Regions from separate parts of the Mus musculus genome. Here region 2 is linked to region 1. The links are chromatin contacts, called in public promoter capture Hi-C maps. All regions are on one chromosome and are shown on one strand. The core of a region is the stretch at or near the end of the contact, and the rest is flanking DNA. Distances in the headings are between cores, read along the strand shown.

Region 1 (7,428 bases), core at 2,572-5,071:
GTTAAAATGGCAGGGCTACATATCTAACATTTCTTATTTCCCCAGTTTATGTTAGAATTTTTCAACTTAATAATTACACGAGAAGCAAGAATACACTTTATTATATAACAAAATAGTAGCAAGTCTTAGCTCTACATATTTTATTCAAAATCCAGACCATCAGTGAAGATTATGTGCTGTCTCTGTTCTTCTGCTGTTGTGGTTGTTGTTATTATTGTTGTTGTTTCCACTCACATGCGGGGGAAACTGGTAAAAGGTTTTTGTTAAATACACAATAAACTCTATTACCAAGTAGTTCCCATACAAGCTTTCATTGTCAATCAACTATTCATGAAAACCACAGATAGCAGTTAACATTTTAAGACAGCAATGGGCTACAGTAAGTTTGGATAGCATGCCAGATAAGGAAGGATATCTGTAAGTCCAACATCCAGGGCAAAACTTTATGAATACTTCAAGATATGGACCCTTGTGTGAGAAGGTCAAACAAGAACTGAAGACATTATATCAAGAGCCACACAAAATCCATGCAAGTGTAAACACTGAAATAAATGAGAGTAAGCATACATAGAGATTCCAAAATGTCATGCAGTGTCAGTTCCAAAGAATTAAAGTCCAGGGTGGTATGAGTCCACCAGGAACAAACTGTGCTTGTTCTTTGTGTGTTGATAATGGAAGAGGACCAGAAGGACAGGAAGACAGGAATATTAGATCTTCTATAGCTTAATGAAGATGCCTAGTGGTTCGGCATGAGACGACAAGAGACAGGAATGGCCTTCAAGAAAGGAAAAAAAAAAAAAAAAAAAAAACTTGCTTCTTTAACCCAGGCTCTGCTCATATTCCTTCCGGAAAGTCAAGAACCCATACAATGCAAGATGGCATGCATGTAGTTAAATTACAGAAATGTGTGAAGAAACAAAAAACTGATGAAGTCATGAGCATTATTCAACTTAAGAAGAAAATGGATAAGAAAACATTTGCTTTGCTTATTTTCAACATTATCCATATTTTTTTCTCCTTTCTTTTTGGGATTCCATGCCAATGATAATAATCAGCTCAGCTCTCATGGGTGTGTAGTCCACCAGTATTTTCCATTTATTTATCCTCAGAACCATTTAAATGTGCTTTAAAGGCAAATGATATGATCCTCTTAGGAATGAGTGTTTAGTACTGGTAACATATTATGGGCTACTTTATTTATTGAGATCTATGTAACATAACCTAATATGCCATAGCATGCCTAGCACTGAAATTTCTTCATTGTTTAATCAAAACAGACAATTAAGGAATGCTGAGAGTGAGAGAAATAGTCTTCCCCAATTGGTTATCCAATGCCAATTATCAGTGTTGAGAACATGCATGAAGATAACATCATAGAGACTGAGCACATTATTTGTAGGGATATATGAGTATAAATGTGTATGCCTTTAACTTCAATTACTAAGTAAAAAGAGATTATAGATTTGAAAAAGAGTAAGGAGGGTTATGAGGAGGGTCTGGAAGGAATAAAGGAAAGAAGAAATGATATAATGTAACTCCATAAAGACAAACACATAGAATGCAAGGAAGATGTACAAAATTTTCATGTTGTGTTATGTGTCAGCTTCCCTCTCCACTTATATAGCATTTAATTGAACTCAGCAAGTGAAAAGCATTTGAGAAAATTGTTCTTATTATAAAGAGTAAGGTTTAATAAAGAACTCAAATACATTTTGACCCAGAAAAATAACAAAGTATAATGCATTAGTTGAATTTCATATGACTCTTGTAGATAGATATTAGTTATCTATGTCCTTATAATATTTCAGTTTGTATTTGAAAAATTAGAAAACCATTATAAATGAATGTCTTCAACAGCAAATTAACTTTTTTAATTAATGACTTCTACTATCATCATTAACTATATTGGTTTTAGTAATAAATTTTTAATACCATCAGCTGGTGTAGGTCAAGGAATCACCATTTGAGAGGCATTCTGATTCAGCCTCCAGGGGTATGGACTCTTTCCATCCTTGTAATAATTCAAGGAACATCAGCAGTGCATTTATAATTTAAGGCCACCCTGAATTGAAAAAAAAAAATAGAAACATTTTTCCAATGACTTTTTAAAATATAAAGTATCTGATAGAATACTTTTTTGGAGAAAAAAAACCCACTTCATTGAAAATGTACAATTAAATAATATGCCCTTTCTTAGAACTGTGTTGTCTTTGACAATCTCTCATTTTCCTTCCTATGTCCCAGCATCCTTCTCTGAGGGGCTCCTAGCAGACAATGGAGGGAGGGGGCATAGAAGCCAAGGAAACATCAATTACTAAAACTAAAACTTGAATTTTAACTTCCTCCCAGGACCTACAAAAGTTGTAGAGCCACATTTGCCTTGACAATCCAGAAAATCTCATATATGTATGTGTATATAGTCACTCTCTTCCTTCATTCCCCATTCCTATCTTTGTCTGAAAGTATCCCTCTAGATGCAAGGATGCACCTGATAAGGTACATATTCTTACCTTAAATATGGAGCATTGGAACTCACGTTCAGTTCATCCTTCCTGTTGCTCTTAAAACATTTAAGCAATTGGCAGGAACACACGTTTGATTTGACACCCATTATGTAAGGATCCTTCTGTCATTCCTACTAGAACCAGGAAAGTAAAGACACTGAGGTAGGGAATCTTAGAATGGTTATTTTCATAAATGTACACCCTTGTGTTCTGAGATAATGAAGTTGTATGAATTAGCCAACAGTAAACCATCATTAATACTGAGAGATGATTTATTTAATCAGCGGCTGCACAAATCAGATGAGCAGTTAATAGGCAGTAGGAGAAGGATAGACCATAGTGGAGGAGAGTGCTAGGAATCTGTGTGTGTACAGTCTTCCTGAATTGGGTGCTTATGACTCAACTCCGGCAGATTTTTGCTATGCAAGAATGCAGGTTCTGTGCTGCCAGATTTTTCTCATTTATAAAAGAAGCCGGAAGTCATATTTTCAAGTGAAATCATCTTTACTTTAAAGTGTTGGCCAATTTCTCCTTCCTTTTAAAATATTATTCAGGCTGCTCATGTCTTAGAGTAGATGGCTATTAATGTCAGCATGTGGGAAGCTTTGTGGCAGTTTGCACTCTATTTGCAGAACTTTGAAGTCAACTTTTTATAAATAAAAACGTGAAGGCACAGTGCCACATCAATTCATTCATGTATTAGCTGTGGCCCTATTACCCTAGTTGGTAGGGTTTAGTAACTGTGACCATGTCACAGTTATATGCTCTTTAGAGTCTTTAATATACACTTTAATACTCCTTAGTATAATATAGTCTTTATAATATATTTAGTAAATATTTTTAGTAAAATATAGTGTTTAGTACTCTTCGGACCCTTTCAAGGAGGTATGCTGACCCATGTATTAGGCAAAATAATAATTTGCACTACTGAGTCTCTAAGCCTCATAAAATCATGACTCCTCAATTACACTTGAGTCAATGAGTACAAGGTAAAAAGAGCCACAGTGCTGATGGTATTGATTTCTAATGCAGTTTTGTCCAAAGTATTTCCCTTAAGCAAAGTCTATCTTGTTGCTATGGCAACATTTGCAGAAGGCTATGTAGAGGTGGGGGGGGAGTGGGGAGAGAAAGGCATCAAAAATACATTAAACGTTAGACCAGAGAAAAGGACAGCCAGGGCTTGTGATTCGGTGTTGGCTCACAGGGACAGCATTTTCTCCTTCTCCCCCACAGGTGAGAGAGCTGCACAGGACTTTGAGTAGCCTATCTCCTCCAGCAAGCCACCCCCTACCTCAGGCTCTGCAAACACCATCTGTGTGGACTGAGGAAGTGGTTTCACAAACAAATGAGTCATATGCCAGAGCTTTTCACTTGTCAGTAGTGTGTGTAGTGGGTTTGTGGGAGATTATAAAAAGATACCAATGTTGGATTTCAGTTGTCTTATCCTAACTGTATGCCAGTCCTATTTAATTGAATGGTCCCACTGATTTTGATGAGCCTTGGCATTTATCATTTCATTTGTAGTTATTTATGGCAGCAGCTCCGTGCCCGTTGATGCTAACATTACCAATGATTTCATTATTTCTTCAAGTCAGATGTCCCTGAGTCCACATCAGTGTCACACTGCACCTAACATCATATCCACTACGAGTCTTTGTCAGTTCTTCTGTCTTACTCATTCCTTTCCTGTACCCATCTTGTCACCATCTTAGAGATAGCCTTTCCCTATGTTTTTCTGTCTACAATATGACCTCCATTCAGCAGTCAGAAGACCATTCTAGAATAAATATGAGAAAGGCCACCCCTTAGACCATGAAAACATCAACAGTATCTTCTCTTAAGTTCAGTTCAAAATGTGAAAGCTCCCCAGACAGCCAAGGAAGTCCTATGCAGTCACTCTCTATGCCTTTGTTGCTTCTATCTCTCACTCCTTACCCTCCTTACCCCTTAACTCTCCCTAGTCACCCTGGCTACCTTCTTGTTTTCAGATGCTCACAAAGGCTTAGGTCCTCCTTGACCTGGTAATTTTGACTATCTTTTTTTTTTCCTAGATCAGGATCACATGACCATAGACTTACATCTTTCCTTTTTGTTAAATTTTCTTCATTTACATTTCAAGTGCTATCCCCTTTCCTAGTTTCCTCTCTGAAAGTCCTCTATACCCTCCCCTGCCCTGCTCCCTAACCCACCCACTCCCGCTTCTGCAACCCTATAGGAGGAACAACAATACGAACTAACCAGTACCCCCCAGAGCTTGTGTGTCTAATTTCATATGTAGCAGAGGATGGCCTAGTCGGCCATCAATGGGAGGAGAGGCCCTTGGTCTTGCAAAGATTATATGCCCCAGTACAGGGGAATGCCAGGGCTTGGCTATCATTTTTTTTTTTTTACAAATCTAAATTTAATTCTATATTTCCTTTGTTTTAATCTTTAGGTCAAGGTCACTGGGCTGCTTATTTTCATTTTTATCAGTTTGACACAAGATTCACCTGAGAAGGAATAACCTCAATTGCAAATATTACCTCAGTCAGAGTAGCCTGTAGGCATGTCTGTTGGGGTGGGTTTTTAATTTAATTTTATTTTGATTAATGATTGATACAGAAAGATCCAGCCCATGGTGGCTATGCAGCTTCTGAGCAGGTGGTCCTGAGTTGTACAAAAAAACAAGATAAGCAAATCCTAACAGCAGGTCAGGCCAGCAAATAGTATTCCTCTGTGGTCTCTTCTATGGTTGCTCCTTTCAGGTTTCTGCCTCAGGTCCTGCCCTGACTTCCCTCAGTGATGGACTGTGTTCTGAAAGTGCAAGCCAAATAAACCCTTCCCTCCTCAAGATGCTTTAGGTCAGTGTTTTATCACAGCAGGAGAGAAGCAAAGTGGGGCAGTACCCTTTTCTCATTATATTTCAATCTTATGCTTCTTCCTGCACTATTTTTTTTTTGTGCATTTTCATCTTATGGATCTTATCATAGGGCTATGTGTTTACTGACTTTTAGTTTTACTCACTTAATAATGAGTGAAGAGAGCTTTTCTTGTTGTTTTATATATTTTCCAGCACACCTAAGCAAGACATGATAGAATATATATTCAGTGTTCACAAGGTCAGTTCATGACAAAATGAGTGAATAGATGTAAATTCCAAGATCAAATAATTAATATTTTTTATTTTCATCTTTGTTAGTATGATTTTAAGACATTGGAGAACATAGTAACAGAGTGTCTTCCTCCACAGCAGATGGAAACAGAGACTCATAGCCACACAGTGTGCAGAGAGAGTAAGAGATCTTGAAACACTCAGCCCTACATGGGATATCTCCATCAAACAACTCCCCTCTTCTTCACAAGTGTGTTCAATTGACAAGACTATTGACATGTAAATAAATTGACAAGATGTGTATATTTATATGGAACCTTTTATAAAGAGGCCAGACACTACAATATACTTTTTTTATATCTTCATCCAAAGGCTGCTAGTGGAAGACTAAGGCAATATACCTTTTCCTCTTAACTATCTTTTATGGAATCATTGAATATTAGAAATGTGTACCTTAACTTTAGGCATTTTCAAAAGAACTATAGGATTTATTTTTTATCTTCTGGTTATATGTGATCATGTGAAAGAACATTTATATAATATGCTGTGTTAATTTAATTTTTTTATTTTGTATAAAGTAGGTTTATTCTCTATTTTTTACAGTACTGTGTGTGAGATCAATATAAATGTGAAAATAAAAGTGGTAATAACTACAGGCTGTATACTGACAACATACAGCTTTTATATAGTTATGTCACATGTGTTATCTATGTCAGCATACAACATAGGAAAACACACTTTTATAGGTTTTTATATTCAAAGTAGCCTTAGCGGGATTGGATCACAGGGCAGAAATTACGGTGGGAAGTTTATTTACAGTGACGACATGAAAAAGCCACAGTGAGAAGGGCAGGATGTACTTCAGGCAGCGTCCTGGAAGGCATATGCTTTATGATGCTTTTCTCAGTCAGTTCAGACAGTTCTTCATGCTCTTCATCTTAAATGCCTATCCTTCCTCCCTCCTGTTCTAGTTTACATGGTACCTTTGAGACATTTAGTTTAGCTTATTACCCGAATATTGGTGTTCCTGTTTTCTCTTTCTCTGTTTCCTTTGAGTATTTCATTATTTAGCAGTCATTGAGAATTTCATGCATGTATGTATATAATGAAACATGATCACATCCCACTCCAAGAACACCTTTTATCTTCCTCCATGCTCCCTCCTGCTCATCCCTCTCTAACGTCATGTCTCTTTGTGATAATCTATTAAGTCCCATTAGTGTCACTCATATGTTCATGGATGTCAGGCATTCACTGCTGCATAGGAGACCTACCAAAGGCTTCACTCCGAAAGAATAATGGTTCTGCCCAGCAGCTATCAATCTTCAATAGCCTTTCAGTAAGGTTTGGGGTCTGGAGTAGAACTCCCACATCTGTGTCAGAATTTTGGATATCTGGTCCTAGTACATGCTTTGTGCAATAACCATATTATTTTCAGAGTGGTATGTGTGTATATGTGTATGTTATGAGTATGTGATATTTTTTACGAATCATGACATCAGTAATTGTGTTTTTCCGTCATAATGCATGTTAGAGAAATAACATGTTTTAAGGGTTTCTAAGCAGTAGGTAAGGATGTTACTCAATTTCTAAGTTAGAAACAGTATCCCAGAGCAAAGAGCATCAAAGGTGTGATTTTGGTATAAAGATTAAAATTTAGGATTCATGGCTTCTTGGCCTTTTGTGTAAGATCAAGTGTAAAATTTAGGCTTGACTGGTGGCCTGTGTATTTTTCTATCTTAAACTCCCCAGAGTAGATGCTCTTATCTTAACCGGCAGTGGCATTTCATAATGGTGCACACACATGCATGCACAAACAGAGGGGGGGGGCGG
Region 2 (7,428 bases), core at 1,921-4,420, 480 kb before region 1:
CTACCGAAACACAAGCACTCGCTTTCTAAATTGCATCCATAAAGATGCCATGGTAAAGTGCTGCCTCAGATGGAGCATTTCCCAGCATTTTAAGGCTTCAGGTTGAGAGCATTAAAAATGCCCATCTCTGCCTATTTTCAATATGCCCTTGGCTCTTCAATCTGGATAAAATTCAGAGTCCTGCTTCTACTAAAACTTCTCAAGTAAGCTTCATATTTCTGGTCCTTTAAGATCAGCCTGGAAACTGTCCAGCAAAATCATTTGACCAATAGGGGTGGCTTGTGTTTGCTTGCTTTCCTCTGCTTAGTGTGTGTTTAAGTTTTTAATGCAACTAAGTTGAGAGTTTGAAGAATACCATGCAGGTGCAGGTGTAACACATATTAATTGTTTTCCAGTTTCTACTTAAGCTGGCAGCATCAATTCATTATCATGCAATCCCATAAAAGGCACATTTAAAGCAAGAAACAAGTTAACCACTGCTTACATTAACAGAACACTCACACTATTTTAGAAGCAGTTTTCTTAAAGGACAAGATAAGAGTTTTAGTTGGCTTCACAGCAGGGCAAACAATTCACGTGGCAATTAAGAAAACCTTGGATAACTGAAAATGGCAAGACTAGACATTATCTAACATAATTCTTTTCGCCATTATGCTGAGACTTGTAGATTTCCTGAACCCTAACTTTAACAAGGCTGTCCATTTTATGGTTATTTAAACATTTCCCATGCCCAAGTCCTGGTTGGTATACTTGCTATGGAAGGATTCTTAATGTTGTCAGGTCTTCCTAAAAGCACCCTTTATTAGGTTCTGGGAAAGTGAGTTGTAAGCTCAGGGAAAGGCAGTCAGGCCCTCCACGCATAGAACTCTCCTTAATTTTGTATTATTTATTTAATTATTTCCCCATTCCATTGTGACCACAAGTACTTTACCAGAAATTTCCAGTAGCTCACCCCTCCCCTTTAGAAGTGCTTGTTTCCAGAAAGTTACCTTTTCTGTCCTTTTACAGCAACAAAATAGAGCTTTGGATGTTTAATGGATCAAACTCTTCAGTGATTATTTGAATGTGAACTTTTTGTTTTGTTTTGTTTTTCTTCAATTAGGTCAGAGGTTTGCTGTGGTACAGAAAAAGTTAATTCACAACAGGCTTGTATAATCTTACACATCCTTCTTAAGTCTCTTTCATTCTCTCTCATTCTCTCTCTCTCTCTCTCTCTCTCTCTCTCTCTCTCTCTCTCTCTCTCTCTCTCTCTCTCTCTCTCTCTCTCCCCTGAACTCTTATCCACTTTGCTATGTGCATTCTTCATTTTCTCACCATTCACTGGAAAGGAGAGTTAACCTTAGGAACCAAGAACTACTCAATGCAGCATCTATCTGGTGGTGCTTGACCCACGCTTGACCTGCTCAGGAGAGAACAAGTCCCAGTGCCCAACTAAGATGAGCTCATCTGAGTGGACCAGCACTAATTCAGCTCTGGGTTGGGGGGCCGCTCCCTGGACCTCCACTGGCCTTTCTATCTGCAGGACCAGTGTTTCAAGGAACATACTTGGCACTTGAGTGAGAACGAGTGACAGCAGGGAACCCCTTTCAGTCACAGGCCACCAGAGGCTAGCTATTATTTGTGTATTAGGTAAAAGAAACCCATTAAAGAGGCAAAGGCGATGGAGTAGTAGAGGCAGAATTGATCTTCTAGAAAGTCTACCAATAACGCCTTTGCGATGTTTTAGATTGACTCCTGGAAGACAAGTGTGTCCTAGTAGTCAGCAGGGGAGCGGATGAGCTCAAGAAAATTAAGGGATTGGAATGAAATTCCCACGCGCTTGGGGGCTGCAGAGGGAGGCAGGGAGCGCAGGGAAGCAGGGCGTACCCCGCTGTGCGGGCCCCATACACTTTCGGACCCGCGCAGATCAAAGGAAGGACCAACAGACCTACTTAAAGCGCCAAGGGACTTACCTTCAGGGTTGGCGCTGATGAAGACCCGGACGCTGCGACCGGCGGGTACCAGGTGAGAAGGAAGGGCGGTGAGATTACCAGAGAACGCCGCCCGCCGGAGCGCGGAGTCCCGGGGACAGGGCAGCTTGGTGCCCGCACCGGCCGGCCACATCGCCCTGTGGGAGGGAAGATCAGCTGCCACCACCGTCTCTGCTTCTCGGGTCTTTGACCCTCCGCGGTCCCGCGAGGGCGATGTCCGCCGGCGAAGCAGCTCAGAGTCGCTCGGAGCTCTGAGCGCAGCCGGCGAGCTTCGCAGCGCTCAGCAGCCGCTTTGGAGCAGCGGCCATAGGGACCCTCGGGTCCCCAGTTGTTGTCGCCTCCTACACCTCTGAGGACTGCCTTGACTCCCGCCCGAGGCTCGGCGCCGCAGCGCAGGAGGTCAGCGTGGAGGATGCTACGCGGGCGGTGCCAGGTTGCACCGAGAAGAGCCCGCTCCTCTCCTGGAGCCCGTAGCCATGTCCCTACTGGTGTCCACCGCGGGAGGAGGGGGCAGCCGGGCGTCGGGGACCTGGCGGAGGACCAGAGCAGGTCAAAGTTTAGGAGACGGTGGCAGGAGTCGGTCAGGACTCTCAGAAACAACGCGGCTCACGGGGCGGCTGCGGTGTAGATGCGCGGGCTGGGGGCAGCCCGGGGACCTCTTGGTTTCCTAGGAGGACTCGCACCAGAACCCCAGGCGGCTCCCTCAGTGAAGGACAGGAGATCGATCTGCCCGAGATTCCTGCTATCCTCCCTCGAACTCCCCTAAAGGTCAAACCAGCTCTGTGCATTTGCGGGAATCCAGTCGCGCGGGCGTCTGCAAGCCTTTGCCAAGTCCCCCAAAGTTCAATGCTCCTCCACACCACACGCCAAGGGGCTGGAGCATTAAAGCTCCAGGCATTGAGAAAGGTTCTCCCTGCCTCTCGTGGCGTGGGAGGACACGTCTCGCCTCGGCGCTCTCTCCCCACGCTCGTGCAATCGGGGGATTTTTATAGCTAAGCCACGATGCTCACGTGGCCCTCCCCGCGTGGTCGCGGACCCTTTTGGGGAGCGAGTCTCTGCGGGCAGTTCTCCTAGACCTTTAAAGGACCAGGGAGCCTCCCTGCTCCCGCTGAGAAGCCTTTCCTGGCTGTTCGCCCTCCTGTGGGCGCGCAGGAACCAGGCGGCTTCCAGGGCATTGGGAGCCCCACGCAGTAGTGGGTGTGAGCTCTGGCTCAAGGGAAGGATGCAACTACAGAGAAAGACTCTCTGCCACGCCCCACTTCTGGCAAAGTGCAAGGGGCCTTTGTTTGGGGGCCTAGGTGGCAAAGTTGGCTCAAGGTTGTTGGTAATCTGCACTCACTGAAGGGGCCTGAATCACTTTCTTTGAGGGGGATCAGACTGTGCATCCTGGGGCCAGGGTCTGAACATCTGCAGGATCCCAAGTGGCATGAGATGCAGAGAAGTCCAAATGTGTAATTGCCGTCACCCTCTGAAACCCTACAAACTCCAGGAGAGGAGATAAGAGTGATTTTATTGAATGGGGAAGTAGGAAGAAGGGAGTATTTGGAGCCTGCCTTGAAGCTGGACCTTCAGATTTCTCATTCTGAGGTTGGGTCAGGATCATATTTTAGAGAGCAAACACAGCCCATCCCACCCCACCCTCGAGACTGGGGAGAGGATGGGTGGGTACAAAGCTTAGTTGGTTGCTCGTATTTCTAATTACCAGTTCTTAGAAACTGAGGTAGTAGGATTTTTGCTAGTGCCAGGACAGGCCAGCCTGGACTATATACAGTGTGAGACCCTGTCTCAAACAAAATGATAGCTAGTCGCTTCATGGCATGTTTATCTTCTCACCTGAAGACTCCTATCCTGGGCATCTTCTGGCATCCCCATCGTCTGCACTTCCTCTGGGTCCTGAGGGTGGCAGTGAAGTCCTACATAGTGCTGTTTACAGTCTTAGAGCACCCCACACCCAACACTCATTCTGGGCTAACCTCTTTGGAAGAACTGGGTCTCTAGGTTTTTAAGGCTCCAACTACTCCTGAGAGTCTGAAGCAGACAGCACTTGTTACTGTGTGATGATTTCACAGAACCCATGAAGAATTCCTGTGGATAACCTAGCCAGCTAGTCAATTAATTCATTCTAGCGAATCAGCTTTTCAAAATCACTATTTCCAAGTAGGAAGGCAATCGGGAGCAGAATCCAGAGACTCTCGCCCTCCATGGCCCCTGGTTATGTACTGAAAATTCTGTAACAGGTAATGAATGCAGAGTGCTGGCCACTGCTCCAGCCTTTACGAAGATATAGTATCCATCCCAGGGAAAGGGTCAGGACTACATTATGCCTCACCTCCCAGCAGTTAAAACAATATGGATAAAATGTTTACAGAGTGTCACCTGCCTGAATCCTCCTCCCCTCTCTTATTTATATTTCTGTTTTTAGACTCAAGATTAGTGTTTGTTTCCTTCAGATCTTGCTCCAGTGTTGAATTTTCTTTGAATGACTTTGGGGTTTTTGGCAGCCTTTGTAACCTAATTAACTTCTAGACAGGCTGAAGTTTAGCATCTGCCTGTGTCACTGCCGACCAAGCCTGCAGAAGAGAGATTTGTCACTGTTCATAGCATAGTCACTGCACCACCACCTTTGCTGGAGGTAAAGCTAAGCATCTTTTGAGTAGTGGGGAGGCATCTGCTTAAAGATACAGAATTGCCTACATCACTCCCACCCAGCCTCCTCCCTTACACTCTCCTAATCTATCTCTTTTTAACAGTCTGAAAACAAAGATTGATTTCTCAGCATGCAGATAGCACAAAGGAGAGGCCACCCATAATGGTAAGATTTAAGTGTCAATTCCTATGGTTTTTCAGCTTGATGAATTAGATTATTGGTTGCTCATTAGATAGATAGAAAGTCCAGATTTTGGAGGCTACTTAATTTTTATCTTTGTTTCAAAATTTTCAGTATTTACTGAAGTTTTATTTACTAATTAATATGGGGTCCTTTGGGAGAACGACTAGAGCTTTTCATTGCCAAGCCACTTCTCCAGCCCTATTTGTTGTCCTTTCAGAAATACTGATAAAAAGAATTTTATTTTAAATGTTGTAAATACTTGCTTAGGTTGTAAATAGGTTGGAAATTAAAAGTGTACCATCTTCTTTGTCTATTATAAACAATGACAACAAAAAAGAAGTTTTATTGCATTTTTGCATATAGGAGAGCAAGGTTAGAAAAATTCCACCAGAAATTACTAATACAAGGTCATAAAGCTAATCTACAGTAGAGCCACGATCCAGGTATTAATGCTCCTGTCAAAGATTTTTTGCAACATAATAAATCCATGTCTGGTCTTGGTTGAGATTTTTTTTTTAACAACCAAGATTATGGCTGCTTCCAAGAAAGAGCACATAGGTCTATACTCCTTCCTCTGTTTTTTATGTTTCTATTTTTTTCATTACAATCCCATAGGGAAATCAATACCATTCCAGAAACAGGCAGGAGATTTTAAAGCACCTAGAAATGAGAAGAGAAAGGAGTCCTGGAACATGGGTCCAAGACCATGCTGCTAAAAACCATTCCCTTCTCTTGTCTCACCCACCCTAGCTAGCAGGCTAGAAGTCCTTATAAAATAGTGGTGCCAGCTCTTTCTAATACTGACCTGTGGGAAGGTGAAATCACTGATAGGCTCCTTCTATTCACTGGGCTGGAAAGAGTCATTTGCTTATAGATTCTATCCTTCTTGATAGAGAAGTTAATGACCTTGAAATAAATCGTAATTCCATTAAACCATTATCTTGTGATATTGCTATACTGAGCACTCCCTGTATGATACACACTGTTTTAAGCTTTAATTAGTATTTTACTTAATTATATTGCATTAAGGGTCTTGGTCTAGCAAGTCCTATCTCCAGTTTAGCATCCTGTCTTAGACACTATAGTCCCTGTATACCCTTTTAAAAATCATTACTTTTTATTTTAATACATTTAAAATTAAAATAGAATTACATTGCTTTCCTTCTCCCTGTCTTCCCTTCAGCTTCTTTCAAGTGCCCTGTCAACTTCTTCCATGCCCTCCCTCTCAAACTGATAGCCTCTTTCTCACTCTTGTTACATATAAATGTATGTTTAATTATACATAAATATTTAAATACATCGCACTAAGTTCATTTTTCTTTTTTTTAAAATTATTTATTTATTATTATATCTAAGTACACTGTAGCTGTCTTCAAACACACCAGAAGAGGGTGTCTGTCAGATCTCATTATGGATGGTTGTGAGTCATCATGTGGTTGCTGGGATTTGAACTCAGGACCTTCAGAAGAGCAGTCAGTGCTCTTAACCGCTGAGCCATCTCTCCAGCCCCCAAGTTCATTTTTCTTATCTTTGTGTATGTGGTTTCAGGGCTGACCACTTTGTATTGGCATCATCCCTGGGGTAGGCTCAGCAGACATTCCTTGTCTGTCATTGTTTGTATAGGTGGGACGCCAATGGACACAATGGAGTACTACTCAGCTATTAAAAAGAATGAATTTATGAAATTCCTAGCCAAATGGATGGACCTGGAGGGCATCATCCTGAGTGAGGTAACACATTCACAAAGGAACTCACACAATATGTACTCACTGATAAGTGGATATTAGCCCAAAACTTAGGATACCCAAGATATAAGATACAATTTGCTAAACACATGAAACTCAAGAAGAATGAAGACTGAAGTGTGGACACTATGCCCCTCCTTAGAAGTGGGAACAAAACACTCATGGAAGGAGTTACAGAGACAAAGTTTGGAGCTGAGACGAAAGGATGGACCATGTAGAGGCTGCCATATCCAGGGATCCACCCCATAATCAGCTTCCAAACGCTGACACCATTGCATACACTAGCAAGATTTTATCAAAAGGACCCAGATGTAGCTGTCTCTTGTGAGACTATGCTGGGGCCTAGCAAACACAGAAGTGGATGCTCACAGTCAGCTATTGGATGGATCACAGGGCTCCCAATGGAGGAGCTAGAGAAAGTACCCAAGGAGCTAAAGGGATCTGCAACCCTGTAGGTGGAACAACATTATGAACTAACCAGTACCCCGGAGCTCTTGACTCTAGCTGCATATGTTTCAAAAGATGGCCTAGTCGGCCATCACTGGAAAGAGAGGCCCATTGGACTTGCAAACTGTATATGCCCCAGTACAGGGAAATGCCAGGGCCAAAAAAAAAAAAAAAAAAAAATGGGAATGAGTGGGTAGGGAAGTGGGGGGGGGGGGGAGGGTATGGGGAACTTTTGGGATAGCATTGGAAATGTAATTGAGGAAAATATGTAATAAAAAAATAAATAAAAAAGAAATTTCCCACGTTTCATGCCCCTTTAGCACATCTATTGATGCTGCCATTGTTCTGATCTTGCTTAGGCAGCCATTTCTAGGAGAACTGTCTCCCAGGAGACTTTCTGGTATTTGGGCTCTAACAGTCTTTCCACTCCTCTTCC

What was found. Promoter capture Hi-C pulls out the DNA fragments that hold promoters and counts their contacts.
Region 2: a contact with region 1 is called in a promoter capture Hi-C map of hippocampal neurons, with 5 times the contacts expected there. The contact joins the promoter of Nwd2 here to the enhancer-like site in region 1. A contact is called at or near these places in 4 of 39 promoter capture datasets (embryonic stem cells, hippocampal neurons, liver and 1 more), 5 of 484 Hi-C or Micro-C datasets (cerebral cortex, cortical neurons and ventral hippocampal neurons) and 3 of 115 datasets of contacts at active chromatin or transcription factors (forebrain, neural progenitor cells and neural tube).

The regions. Positions count from the first base shown.
Region 1 is chr5:63,166,169-63,173,596 of GRCm38.p6, reverse strand. No RefSeq gene overlaps it. Among named protein-coding and RNA genes, the nearest start is that of Dthd1, 360 kb to the right of the region's middle. Within about 2 kb of position 3,821, at least 25 of the 459 cell types and tissues checked have an H3K27ac peak or open chromatin away from gene starts, as enhancers often do. A contact at or near this core is called in cortical neurons, hippocampal neurons and ventral hippocampal neurons, where this site is marked.
Region 2 is chr5:63,644,845-63,652,272 of GRCm38.p6, reverse strand. Nwd2 (NACHT and WD repeat domain containing 2) reads right to left here and starts at 3,170. Exons shown (of 7, transcript NM_177006.3): 1 at 1,953-3,170. The coding sequence starts at 2,103.